3 separate regions of the Sus scrofa genome follow, and regions 1 and 2 are each linked to region 3. Evidence: chromatin contacts called from public HiChIP or PLAC-seq and promoter capture Hi-C data. All regions are on one chromosome and are shown on one strand. The core of a region is the stretch at or near the end of the contact, and the rest is flanking DNA. Distances in the headings are between cores, read along the strand shown. Region 1 holds the start of NCOA6 (nuclear receptor coactivator 6). Region 2 holds the start of AAR2 (protein AAR2 homolog). Region 3 holds the start of CEP250 (centrosome-associated protein CEP250).

Evidence for each region. Promoter capture Hi-C pulls out the DNA fragments that hold promoters and counts their contacts. HiChIP or PLAC-seq counts read pairs in DNA pulled down with a chosen protein or histone mark.
Region 1: a contact with region 3 is called in an H3K27ac HiChIP or PLAC-seq map of alveolar macrophages. The contact joins the promoter of NCOA6 here to the promoter of CEP250 in region 3. A contact is called at or near these places in 1 of 5 promoter capture datasets (liver) and 2 of 2 datasets of contacts at active chromatin or transcription factors (alveolar macrophages and skeletal muscle).
Region 2: a promoter capture Hi-C map of liver shows a contact between it and region 3, with 2.2 times the contacts expected there. The contact joins the promoter of AAR2 here to the promoter of CEP250 in region 3. A contact is called at or near these places in 1 of 5 promoter capture datasets (liver) and 1 of 2 datasets of contacts at active chromatin or transcription factors (alveolar macrophages).

The regions. Positions count from the first base shown.
Region 1 is chr17:38,220,473-38,223,172 of Sscrofa11.1, forward strand. It overlaps NCOA6 (nuclear receptor coactivator 6), which reads right to left and starts at 1,432. Exons shown (of 16, transcript XM_021078293.1): 1 at 1,226-1,432.
Region 2 is chr17:39,497,323-39,500,022 of Sscrofa11.1, forward strand. It overlaps AAR2 (protein AAR2 homolog), which reads left to right and starts at 1,377. Exons shown (of 4, transcript XM_001926938.7): 1 at 1,377-1,669.
Region 3 is chr17:38,808,345-38,811,044 of Sscrofa11.1, forward strand. It overlaps CEP250 (centrosome-associated protein CEP250), which reads left to right and starts at 1,380. Exons shown (of 34, transcript XM_013985307.2): 1 at 1,380-2,267.

The sequences.
Region 1 (2,700 bases), core at 182-2,681, 590 kb before region 3:
ATTATTTAATGATTCTTTGACATATGCTGCCATGCTTGACTCCCTAACAATTTCTCCCAGCTAGCAAATTCCTCTAAGACAATGTGTTGAATGAGACAGCAGCAGGCTAAGTTCCAGTACCTCTTCTGCCATTAACTGCTTAGATCTTTAGAAGTCATGTTTTCCTTTCTGTCTCAGCTAAAATCACTACATGATCTGAAATCCTTACATGATCTAAGAACTATACATTCATTCCTCTGCACCATTCCTACTGGCTTCACTAACACCTTTCGGATGACCTCCCCAGGTGACCCTGCTCTTAAAACAGTGGGCTGTTCCCTTCCTGGGAAGACACCTTGGGTCACCGCCCACAAACAGCCTGGTCCCTCCTTTTAAAGACACACACAAACTCCCAAAGTTGATGGAGACTCTTCTGGCCAACCACTTTCATTCCGCATCTCTTGCTGGCCAGCTCCTGCATCCAAACCTCAGTCCCCCTTTTCTCTTTTCCTCATCAAAGCCTTACTTTATTCTGTTCCTCTTCCCAATGAGGAGTGGAGGATCCTGAGGGCAAATATGTCCTCAGCCCCCTGGGAGTTATACGGACTTGCCCTGAGACTCCGAAGACTGCCCCCAATCTGATACCAGCGTCTGTACCTAAAGGGCCCCCATTTCTAATCACAACCCCAAAGAACTGTCCCAGCCCTGACAGCCTGAGCTCAGATCCCACGCCCCTCCGCGCCCTACCTGCCTGGGATCATGAACACTGCCTAAACCAGCTCCAGATCCTGCTCTCCTAGCCCCAGTGATCCAGACCCCAGCTCCGTTTGGACCCAACGTCCCTTCTCCGCGACCCCGACCACGACCCCACGTCCGGCTCCCGCCAGTTCTTCGGGCCTGGAGCGCCACCCGGTGCAGACCCTGGCCGGCTCAGCACTCCCTGAGCGCCCCAGACACCTTGTCCTGCACCCTCCCCATCCCGCCCAAGCCCCCCGCTCCCTCCAGCGCCCCCGCCCGTAGGCCCGGGGCCCGCTCCCCAACATGGCGACGGGGACACGAGCGCGGCGGGCAGGCAGGCGGGGCGGCTCCGGGCCGGGCCCGCACAGGGGCCGTGCTCCACGGTCGGCCGGCGCCATTTTCCCGCGCCGGGCCCGGGCGGCGCCTCCTTCCCACGAAGCTAACCGGGCCAGCACCAGGGACGCCCGGCGGGCCCACCCCTTACGGGCCCGCGTCGCCGTCACCTCACCTGAGCGCGGCCCCAGCCCTCCCGGGCGGGCCTCGGAGCACCGGCCCGGGCCGTGGATGCCCGCGGCCCTCCGTGTGTCCGTCCGTCCGTCCTCGCCTGCGCGGGTCTATCTGGCCGTCGGCTCCCGGCCGCCCGCAGCCCGACCCGGCTGGGCCTCAGGGAGCCGGCGGGGAGGGGGATGGGCCGGACCGGGCCGGGGAGGGAGGGGGAGGGAGGGAGAGAGGGAGGGAGCGCGGGAGAGGGCGGGGCGGACTAGGGGCGGGGAATTGGCCACGTGACCAAACGTCTCCGAGTGCGCGAGGTAGCGCGCGCCCGCTCACTTCGGTATAGAGCTTAGTGTGGCGATCTGCTGGTTTTGTATCTCGACGAGGTAGTGTCGTCAGTGGCTTCTGCCTCCACTTTGCAGTCACTGCACAATCCTATAAGAGCCCTCTGGCTGAATGTCCTTGGGCAGGTCAACTCTCCATAAGCCTCGATCTATGCACATGAAATATACAGATAATAATAGTGTTTGCAAAGAGGAAATGAAGGAAGGCATGGAAAGCGCTTGACACAGTGCCTGACACATAGTATGTAATAACGTTAATGATGATAAACTTTAGCCTTTATTATTTGCTTGTAAGTCCCTCTCTACTTTCTCCCATCACAGTTGCCCTACCAAGCTCTGAAGGTACAAGGGAGTGTGGCCCCCTCCCCTCTCCACAACTGTAGGAAGGCCTACCCAGCACTGATGTCTGTCATAGGCCTGCATTCGGATCTGGCTTTCACTCGATAGCTATGTGATTTTCTCTGCCTCTGAACTCAGCTTTCTCATCTATAAAATGGAAATTAAAGGTCTGTTACAAGCATCATATTAGATTGCACAGCTCAGGCACACTAGTCTTATCTAAGAAAAAGAATCCTTTCATTCCACAAATATTTATTGAGCACACACTCTGTGTGTGCCCGGACTGGTGAAGTAGCCATCTAAGGCCTTTTCATGTTCTCCTTAGCTCCCCTTCGATCTCTTTTCCACCCTCCTGTTAGAGTAATGTTTCTAAGAAATCTGATCATGCCTCTCCTGTATTTAAAACTGTTTGATGGGGAGTTCCCTTCATGGCTCAGCGGTTAAGGAACCCAACTAGGCTCCATGATGATGCAGATTCCATCCCTGGCCTCCTTCCGTGTGTTAAGGATCCTGCATTGCTATAGCTGTGGCTTAGGCTGGCATCTGTAGCTCTGGTTCGACCCCTAGCTTGGGAACTTCCCTATGCTGCAAGTGTGGCCCTAAAAAAAGCAAAAGCAAAAAAAAAAAAAAAAAAAAAAAAACTATGTGATGGCTCCACACTGCTCTTAAGATAAAGGCCAAATGGGAGTTCTTTTGTGGCGCAGCAGGTTAAGGATCCAGCGTTGTCACTGCAGTGGCTTGGGTTGCTGCTGTGGTGTGGGTGCGATCCCTGGCCTGGGAACTTCCAAAAGATAAAGGCTGAATAGTA
Region 2 (2,700 bases), core at 127-2,626, 690 kb after region 3:
TTCAATAGTATGAAGGCTAAGAAACCTGATCTGGATGGACAGGCAACCTACCAGGTGGAATTTCTAAACTACCACCTAGAGCTTCTATGTCCACAGTTCAGTGCCCTGGAGTCTCAGAAGATAGCCCAGCTGGAATGAGGAGCTCTGAAAACAGACTGACCAAGCTCAGCATCTAAGAATGGGAATGGGAAGGGGTGGGGAGGGAGCTGATCCTCTTTATGCAGGAAATGGAACAGACACGCCAGGCTGTGAAGATTGACATGCATGGCTGTAACTGATGGAGGCCATCTCTGGTTAATCCTGCAGTTGCTCATTGTGATTAACCATGACTGCAGGGCCCGGTCTAGTCTATTACACACTAAGAGATGAATTTTGACTGAGACAGATTGGCATGTCCAGCTGTCACTGAGAAAGTGTGACAGACAAGCTAGGAAGCAGTAGCATGGGGACAAGAACAGCCAGTCAGAGCGTTGCATTCAAGCCCCACCACTCTCTGGCGGTGTAACTTCTGAGCCTCAGTTTTCTCTTCTGTACGTTTGGAATACTGTTTGCTTACTAGGGTTGTTCAAGGATTCGAAATCATATACCAAATGGTCTACCCTGTGCATTTTGGACTTAGCTAGCCAGCCCTCACAATTACATAAGCCAATTCCTTTCAATAAGTTCTTATACACCTCCTACTGGCTCTGCTTCTTTTGTTGAACTCTGATAGAACCACCCAGTACAGGGCTAGGCCCCAACATAAAAGTCACTAATTAATAAAGAATTATGGTCATTAATTAAATGCATAATATATGTATTGAGCTGGGTCTGTCTTTGTGCTAGTTTACAGGAAAACAAGGGTGAACAAGACAGGCTCCCTCCCTCAATGTGCATGTACAGCCTGACTGAGATAACACACTAGGCCTGCACTGCCAGAGGACACTGGGTGATTATGGCTGGAGGGACCAATGTAGTGACTACTGTGAGACTGGTTCTCTCTGGGCTGGGTTTCAGAAGTTCTCCCCTACAGCTGAGTATGGCTGGAAGCTGGGACCGTGATAACCGGCCAGCAGTGACACTGTCACTTGCATAGAGATTGGCTGACCAGGACCATGACTGAGCTCTGAGTGGCTACTGGGTAGCCATGACCTTGACCCCAAATTCAGAGACCTTGACTGATTGAGAACGAAAAACCATGTCTGGTGGAAGTGTTTCTGGAGCGGGATATAAAATGCATCGTTTGATGAATGTTATTATCCACAGTTCAGGAGCCAAAACCAGTAACTAAAAGTAGCGAAAGGCAACGTTTGATAAGGCGGAACCGGCAGCCACGGGCCATTCCTCCCGCGACCGAGGGATCCGCCCGGCTCCTTTCCGCGTTGCTCCCATCCGGCGCTAAAGCGGAAGAACTTCCGGTGGCTTCCGTGGTTTCTGAGCCGGGGGCAAGGTCCGAGTCTGTGAGTGCGGCCTCATGTCGTCTTTCAACTGCTCTGCTTTCGTTGTGTGTGGCTGGGCCGCTTCTCTTCCCGACTCGGGATCGGGGAGGGCCCTGAGCTAGGGCACCCAGCCGGGTCTGCGGCGTTCCTGTCTGTGGGCCGGTGGTGAGTCCCAACTGTCTCTGCGGGCCTTGCTCCCTGAGGAACCGGCGCTAGATAAACCGTCGCCCGGACTTCCTTGGGTACCCAGGGTAACTTGCTTTTTTCCTAACCTTAGGACTTGGGGGGCCTGGAAGCCTTGGCTCTGCTTGACTTGGTCCTGTCCTACTCTCTGTAACTTCGGATAAGATCTTTTTTCCAAACCAAGCCTTTGTTTCTCCTCTACAAAAAGCATATCATGCTTTTATTAAGTAAATGTTTACCAAGCGTCTAGTAAGTGCTAGACATAACAAAAAAACTTAAGTCTCCTGGAGGTGACAGCCCTTTATTAACATTTGCAGAATTGCTGCTCTGATAAGTGAAAGGACAGGGCACCATGAGAGTGTGTCATAGGAGACCTGACCTAGCCCCAGGTTAGGGAAACTTTGCTGAGAAGGTGACTGAGAAAGGTGATTTGAGAAAGAGGGAAGGGAAGAGTTTTCTATCCTCGGAAGCCTCCTGTTTGAAGGACTGAAAGGGGCCAGACTGAAGAGGAGTTGCCAGGGACCATGCCACGCAGGCCTTGAAGGTTTATGGTAAGAGTTTTGGTTTGCCAGGAGCCACATGGGGAGCTTATCAGAGAATGTTAAATGTGGGCGGTGACATGCTTAGATTGGCTCTTTGAGAAGGTCACTTCTGCTGTTGGAGAAGGGATTGGAGGAGCAGTCACTCTTTGGACAAGCCATATGGTAGCTTAGAGTAAGGAGGTGGTAGAAGTGGATGGATGTGACTTTCTGCATTCCAGGGCCTTTACTTAGTGCCAGGCCATGTGCCAGCTGCAGAAGACATAGTGAAGAGAACTACAGTTATGAAAATAGAATGAAAAGGAGTGTTGTTTTCAAGGAGGAGCACACAGATGCCACCAGCAAAGATAGTTAATTGATGAGCAATTATTCTAAATGCAATAACTGTTTATTATTATTATTATTATTTGTCTTTTTGCTATTTCTTGGGCCGCTCCTGCGCCATATGGAGATTCCCAGGCTAGGGGTCCAATCGGAGCTGTAGCCACTGGCCTACACCAGAGCCACAGCAACGCGGGATCCGAGCCGCGTCTGCGACCTACACCACAGCTCACGGCAAC
Region 3 (2,700 bases), core at 130-2,629:
GGGTATTACTGTAAATAGCATGGTCAGGGAAGACCTAACTGATTTGAGACCTGAAAGAGAGGAAGTTATCAGCTAATCCAAGAGCTCTGGCAAAACTGGCCTAGGAGATGGCAAAGCATCTGCAAAAGCCCTGAGGTTGGTGTGGGTAACATTCCAAATACTGCAGTGACTATTCTTGCACACAACCTGTCAGGGGACCATCTTCTTGGGGTGGATTCCCACACAACTGAGTCTTTGTATCTTTTTTCTCTGTCCAATGTCCTGGATGTTTTTTCTTCTCTTTCAAGATAGTTTGCTTTTCAGATTCATTGTCCTCCCTCCCTGCCAACTTACTATTTTTTTTTTCCCTCAAGGTAACTATTAAGAATTTATTTTGGGAGTTCCTGCTGTGGCACAGCAGCAACGAATCCGACTAGGAACCATGAGGTTGTGGGTTTGATCTCTGGCCTCGCTCAGTGGGTTAGGGATCAGATTAGACCCCTAGACTGGGAAACTTCACATGCAGGGGTGAGTGGGGCCCTCAAAAGACCCCCCCCCAAAGAAAGAACTTTTGTTCTTTTAGGAGAAAAGATACAATATAGCTCTTATTGAAGTGCTCCCTTCTCAGGTTCCCTTTGGCTGTGCATTGCCTGTTTCACTCCTACTACCCATCAATCCATCCGTTCACTCAGCACTTACTGAGCACCTATTTTGTACCAGCCTTTGTGCTGGGTGCTAGAGATACACAAACTTATGCTATGCTTCTCAAAATGTGTTCCCAATGCATCATAATCACTCAGGGTATTTGCTGGAAGACACATTCCTGGGCTCCATGCCTGGTTTACTGACTCTCCATGGGTGGAATCCAAAAGTCTACATTTTGGAGTTCCTGTTGTGGCTCAGTGGTTAACAAACCCAACTAGTATCCACGAAGACTCAGGTTTGATCCCTGGCCTTGCTCAGTGGGTTAAGGATCCAGTGTTACCATTAACTGTGGGATCAGTTGCAGAGGAGGCTCTGATCCAGTGTGTCTGTGGCTGTGGGTGTAGGCTGGCAGCTACAGCTCCAATTCGACCCCCAGCCTGGAAACCCCATATGCCACGGGTGTGGCCCTAAAAAGACAAAAAACAAACAAAAAAACTCTACATTTTAAGAAATACCCGTTATTGTTTTTTAATCCCAATTTTTTTGTCTTTTTTTTGGGGGGGGTCCCAGCCGCGTTGTCGAGGTACACCACAGCTCAGGGCAACGCGGGACACTTAACCCACTGATCGAGGCCAGGAATCAAACCCGCATCCTCGTAGATACCAGTCAGGTTCTTTACCTCTGAGCCACTACGGGAACACCCCAACTCAAATTTTATTTTTTAATTTTTATTTATTTTTTTGGCCGCACCCAGGGCATATGGAAGTTATTGGACCAGGGATAGAAACCGGGCCAAAGCAGCAACTTAAGCGACTGCAGTGACAACGACAAATCCTTAAACCGCTGCACAAGAGACTCTCCAACTAAAATTTGAGAACCAAGGAGTGGAAAAGAATGGCAGGTAAATAAAATTTACAGCTCTAAAAAAGTGCATTGATAATCCATGTGCAAAACACGCTCTAGAGTCCTCTAGAGAGAGTCAGGCTTATTCAGAAAATTATATAAACTGTAGCTCTCCAGTGGGATGCAGGACATTCAGGCAGTCTCCGGTGCAAAGTGTATTCAAATGACATTAAGTAATTATATTATGAATGTTGAGTAGCCTGAAGCTACTTGGAGTTTCGGAGATTGAAGCTGAGTTTTGCCGCGACCAGGAGCCAGTTTCCTTCAGCACGTAGTTAATTGTACTCAGGTTTGGGAGTGGAGCATTGCGCAGGCGCATCTAGAACGAGGCGACCACACACATGCGCCGTATGTAACCTCGAAGCCAAAAGGGATACGATTGAGGGCAAGTGTTTTCTGTTACCGAAACTTCCTTTGCTCAAATAAGCAACCCTGGATGTCTCCATTTCGGGCGAGGAAATCTAACGTCTCTTAACATAATCCCTTCTTTTCTTCTGGGCCACTCTTGTAAAACAGCTGCCAGTACTCAACATGGCGAGAGGCCCCTAAGGCGATGCAGTCCTCTCTGGAGCGCCGGCTGGAGCGGCAGGGCTCTCCGAAAGGGCGGGAGTTTGGGGGGCGGGGCCTGCGCCCCAGCCACTCCGTGAGCCCCCGCCCCGCCTCCCCCGCCCGGCCTCAGCTGCAGCTTCACCGACTCCCGCGCTGAGGAGCACCCTGGGAACCTGCGGGAGCGGAGCGTGGTGAGGAAGGGCCTCAGGGGCGGGCGGGAGGTACCCGTGTTAACGGTCCAAGGCCCAGCGACTAGGGTGCTCCTGGGAATCCCATTCGGGCAGCGGCCTCCGGTTTCCCAGAAGAAACTCAGAGGCCCAAAAGAGGCTGGGTCCTGTTCTGGGGCTCTGGCCCCTGGCCTCCGCGTCCTGCTGTTGCTACCGCTCTGGGCTCCAGACCTTGCAGAAAGGGAGCTTCCCGACCCTGGGGTTGTCAGGATAAGGCGCTGCGCTCTCCTGCGCGTCCCGCTCCAGGCTCCCAGGATTTCGCGACTTCCTCTGCCCTTGGGGCTTTGCATGTGACTGTCCGAAAGTCCGGTCCTACCCGCCGCCCCACTCTGGAACTCTCATTCTTCGGGACCCAACTTAAGTATCACTTTTTCAGAAACCTTACCTCGTCGCTTTC